2 separate regions of the Arachis hypogaea genome follow, and region 2 is linked to region 1. The links are chromatin contacts, called in public Hi-C maps. All regions are on one chromosome and are shown on one strand. The core of a region is the stretch at or near the end of the contact, and the rest is flanking DNA. Distances in the headings are between cores, read along the strand shown. Region 1 overlaps LOC112720018 (pentatricopeptide repeat-containing protein At4g20740). Region 2 holds the start of LOC112720024 (cytochrome P450 86A1).

The links. Hi-C and Micro-C count contacts between places; a contact is called where the count stands out from the background.
Region 2: a Hi-C map of leaf shows a contact between it and region 1, with 6 times the contacts expected there. The contact joins the promoter of LOC112720024 here to the enhancer-like site in region 1. A contact is called at or near these places in 2 of 8 Hi-C or Micro-C datasets (both in leaf).

The regions. Positions count from the first base shown.
Region 1 is chr11:5,474,156-5,476,855 of arahy.Tifrunner.gnm2.J5K5, reverse strand. It overlaps LOC112720018 (pentatricopeptide repeat-containing protein At4g20740), which reads right to left. Exons shown (of 4, transcript XM_025770811.3): 4 at 1,990-2,287. Among protein-coding and RNA genes, the nearest start is that of LOC112720018, 6.1 kb to the right of the region's middle. Within about 2 kb of position 1,400, at least 2 of the 3 cell types and tissues checked have open chromatin away from gene starts, as enhancers often do.
Region 2 is chr11:5,699,037-5,701,736 of arahy.Tifrunner.gnm2.J5K5, reverse strand. LOC112720024 (cytochrome P450 86A1) reads left to right here and starts at 1,277. Exons shown (of 2, transcript XM_025770818.3): 1 at 1,277-2,125; 2 at 2,205-2,700. The coding sequence starts at 1,349.

The DNA.
Region 1 (2,700 bases), core at 151-2,650:
AACGTTACCCTATTGTTCTAATCTCAATCTCCCTCTTTGTCACACGCACATTGTGGCTCTTTGTTTAATTTGTTTTCTTTTGCTAGCAATAACATCATCAACCTAATATTGACCAAAATAACTTTCCGTGTTATAGGCCTTATTCTCAGCCACTTATGAACAAAAATCCTAGTGTTGTTATGCATGGATGAGAGGATATTTTTGTAATATGAATTATTCATGAAGAAGAGAGAATTTAGAACACTCGAATATATCCGTGAAAATTTCATATAATATAAGTACCACGCATAAATTTTCACTAAGAACTCTCGGTTATGTATATTTTATTTGGATTAATTTTTTTAATTAATGATAATAAAAATTCAGACATTATTTAAATTATGCGAAATTTTTAGATGAAAGAATAATCTATTGTAAGAAAATATCTTGGTGTTGGAGTGTCCAAGTCACTATCTAGATGCCACACCTAATAGTCTCCATCGGCGATTGCTTCGACTTTGAGGGGCCAATTTTGATTGTTAGCATTCGTGAATTGATTTTCCATTCCTATTCATGCCTAAATATATAGGTTACAAAGTCCTTATATTCACTATGAAATATAAATTGGGGGAGGATAATAATTAGGTTATCTTTGGTTGTCATTTAGTCCTTTTTTTTCAGATATTGCTAAATAAAAATTAGAATCCAAAAAACATGATATAGCATTGTTTGTCCTTTTCAGTTTTTGTAAATAAAAAATATTATCTTGATTAATTCATCACAAATAAAATAAGAGACAAGATAATAAAACTTATCGTACTATTATCACTTTAAAAGTCGTTAAACACATGGAAAATGGCGACTTTTAACTCAATTTTATCTATAATATCTGAATACTAGACTAGTCACGAGTCACGACTGAGAATATTATCAGAACATTCATGCTCATTATTTTGAAAACAAAAATATTTTTTAGTAGATTTTAATTGAGATTACTTCATGTGATCACTTTAATAAGTATCCTCAAACTCTCCAATTTTTTTTCACTAAAGTATTGATCTCCTAATATTTTTTAATAATACTATAATTAAAAAATATACATAAAAAATACAAGTTAAATATAGACTTTTTAATTTTCTATGAATTAAATGTAGTGAAAAAAACATTCAAAACTTTCTATAGGACAACTTTTAACTATACATATGTATGTATGTTTCACATAGTTATTGCTTTTACGAGGGTAGTATCTCATTATCTTTGGGTTTTTTTTTTCAGGAGGATTGATTGGACGGCTTCTAAGTTCTAACCTTAGATATCATACATTACAACACTCATACGCACCCAAGACTAAGTTTCCATTAGGAAAGTCAAATGAATTAGCCCAACTTGCCTAAACCTGCGAGTTAAACAAGCTGACCTATTTAAATCCATTTTATTTATGGACCATAATTTTTTAGCATAGACTGTTTATAACCAGGCCCATAGTTAAACGGGATTGCGCATTTCTTTTATCTTTTTTAAAAAAAATATTTTAACAAAAAATATCACTTACATAAAAATATTAAAAAAAGTCATTTTAGTTAATGAATCAAATTTTTAGGTTGGATAAGAGAGAATGTTGGCTAAAAATACTAATTTTTTGTAAAAAATACAAAAAAAAATTAAACGAGTGGGCTGTTTAGTCCACAAGTTGACCCGTTTAACCCAAAATTTAAATGGATATAATTTTAGAGATAAAAACCCACCTATTTAAACAGATTAACGGGTTGGCTTGACGAGTTTGTCACATTGTGGATTAAAACTATTTTAAGAAACTTCAAACTTCTGGCCCAAAAAAGAAAAAAAATTATCTACGGAAAAATAATCGCTGGATAACATAGCATGGACATGCCCCGTCCCAAAAAAAAAAAAAAAAAAAAACATAGCATGGACATGCATGAGAATTACTAACAAGCATGTCACATCACATGCAAATGTCTTGTCATAAAGCAATTTTCTAACACTAATGAATTGCTAATTTCTCCTCGAGAAGAGAATCGCTTAATTAATATTATGATATTGTCTGGCTGTTATTGTTGAGGAGACAAGAATCACTTTATGGTTGTTGAAAGTTGTAACTAAACCCTAAGCTTAGTTATAAAACTAGAGACCATGACAAATTAATGCTTTTTTCCTACAAGGTGCCTTGCACATCAGGGAAAAAGTAATCTTAAGTATCTTACCATGGCTTTAGCTAGTTGACTGAAAATTCTCCCCAAATAATTTTAACATGCTTTATCAAGGTATATCACCATATATGATGAACCACCTGCATATGCACAAGAACACAAGCCATTAGATTTGTGGTAAAAAACTACAGTAGTGTAAAAGCATCTCAAATGTATGTGTATCAACATAGATACAACAAAGCCTTATCAATAGAGGTAGGCTACATGATCAAACAACACCATTCTCTTTTGATAAGTTCTTCAAAGTTATCCTTGTCTCCTCATATTCCTAGCAACCGGTTTATCCCTTCATCTGATCCACCTTCCCGGTAGTATTACTAAAATCATGTTTACATGGACACTGTGTTATCAAAGCGTAAATGTAGCTGACCCTTCTTGTTACCGGGAAAAATGGAAAACTTGATTGGTTATTTCGAAGTTACAGTGTTGCACAAAAAAGAGCAGGGTATCCAACTATTATCATAGTAAAGATATTTGGCTGAAGATGATAAAC
Region 2 (2,700 bases), core at 28-2,527, 230 kb before region 1:
CTTCAAGGTTCCATCCAAACTAAATATTCATCTAAACTAACATGCAAAGATTGAAATACTAATACACCCACCAAGAGACTTCAATCGTTTTTACTAATCAACTCAAATTCACAGTACATTTAATAGATATTTAAAGTAATCTAACTTTATAAAATAAACAAACACTAAATCATATGATTTATTTTAATTCCTTCATCATCAAACCAATTTTAATAACTAGAATAATCAACACAAATTTTATTTTATAATAATTAATAATAAATATGAATAAAATCTAAATTACCATAGGATAACCAAAATGCAAATCCTACGTTAAGTTAACCCTAAATCCTAAATTAGCATATAATAATTAAATCTCAAATTCCAAAATTAATGTAAATAAAATTTAAATTATAATTTATATAAGAAGTAGATGCATGAAACCTAACGGTGACAGAGGGAGATGAAGTGGCGGCGGCGGAAATGGGTAGAGAGAGAAATGAAGAAGAGGAGTTTAGAGAGAGAGGCTTTTCGAAATGAAGGGGAAGAGATATTCGTGTTCTCTATTTTAGGGATGACTACCGTGGAATTTACCAACGATAACTCCTTGCGTATTACCAAAAAGCAACATTTAACTAAAATGACTTACCATCGAATTTTACCAACAGTAAATCTGAAGCTAAAGTTCGCGCTTATTGTCTTCTATTTTCCGCCAAGTATTACTCACAAATTTATTGTCGAAAAAGTTAATCCGTTGATAACTATTTGACATAACAAATTCTAGTACAAAATCTCCATAAATCTATCGATAAAACTGACAGTAACTCGAGACGTTAAATCTGACGATATTCAATGTATTTTTTGTAGTGATAAGAAGTTTAATTAATTATTGGTGGAGCTCTATTGTTGACACTGAAAATACTTGTCAACATACGTCATACTTGATTTATTTTTTCATGCCTACCATATTTTTTTTAAAGAGAAAGCATAAGAGAAAATATAAGACAAGAACACAAAGATTAAACAATATAAACAACTTAAAAAATTAATTAATTTTAAATTAATTATTAAAATCAGAATCTCCCATGCATATACCGAAAGATGAAAGGAAAAATAATGCGTACATGCATGGATGGTATATATTCTTACACTTGCAAGTTTTCTTGTGACTCTGACAACCTAACAAGTAACACCACACTGTACTCCTTTAATTATTCCTAACAACCCTTCCTAAACTCCTCTCATGCATGTCGCCCCTATAAATTCAACAATCTCACCCTTTTATTTCCTTCCAACACCATATAGTAACATAATCTTTATATATCATCAACAATATTACTTAAGGAAAGGTGTATTAGCTACCATCACCATGATTGAAATTGAGACACTTCCTCTACTCTATACTCTTATTGCTTTGTTATTCGCATATTTACTTTGGTTCCACCTTTTCTCTCGAACCCTAACCGGTCCGAGAGTGTATCCTTTCCTTGGAAGCCTTCCAATCCTTTTCATGAATCGAAATCGGGTTCATGATTGGATTACCCTAAATTTAATAGGCCGAATCAAAGTTTCTGGTTCGGCCACATACCAGACTTGTATCCTCCCTTTTCCTTTCTTGGCACGTAAGCAAGGGTTTTACACAGTCACGTCCAATCCCAAGAACATCGAGCACGTGCTCAAAGTCAGATTTGATAATTACCCGAAAGGGCCCAATTGGCAAACAGCATTCCATGATCTCTTGGGCCAAGGGATCTTCAACAGCGACGGTGCCACGTGGCTGATTCAGCGCAAGACGGCGGCTTTGGAGTTCACGACGCGAACCCTAAAGCATGCCATGAGCCGATGGGTGAACCGTACAATCAAGAACCGGTTGTGGTGCATCTTGGATAAAGCAGCAAAGGAGGGTGTAGCGGTGGACCTTCAGGACCTTCTTCTCAGGTTGACTTTTGATAACATTTGTGGACTCACGTTTGGGAAGGACCCAGAAACTTTGTCACCGGATTTGCCTGAAAACCCTTTCTGCAATGCCTTTGATTCTGCAACTGAAGCTACGTTGCATAGGCTTTTGTATTACCCTGGGATCTTGTGGAGGTTCAAGAAGCTTCTATGCATTGGTTCCGAAAAGAGGCTCATGGACAGTTTGAAGGTCAGCCAAGTCAACTTTTTTTATTATTATTATTATTATGAAAAATTAATATGCATGTGTTTCACTGTTCCATGCATAGGTCGTTGACGATTACATGAACGTCGTCGTCTCCAATCGTGACAAGTCATCCTCCGACGACCTAATCTCCCGCTTCACCAGCAAGCGTGACGGCGATGGCAACCCCTTCTCCGCCGCCGCACTCCAACGCATCGCCCTCAACTTCGTCCTCGCCGGCAGGGACACCTCCTCCGTCGCCCTCTCCTGGTTCTTCCACCTCGTCTCCTCCCACCCCGCCGTCGAAGATCGCATCCTCCGCGAGCTTACGGCGGTCCTCTCCGCCTCTCGCGGCTCGGATCGCTGTCGCTGGACGGAGAATGCTATCGACTTCGAGGAGGCGGAGAAGCTTGTTTACCTCAAAGCCGCACTCTCCGAAACGCTGCGTTTATACCCATCAGTTCCCGAGGATTTTAAGTACGCATTAAACGACGACGTTTTGCCAGATGGCACCTTCGTTCCGAAGGGTTCGACGGTTACTTATTCGATTTACTCTGTTGGGAGAATGAAGAGTGTTTGGG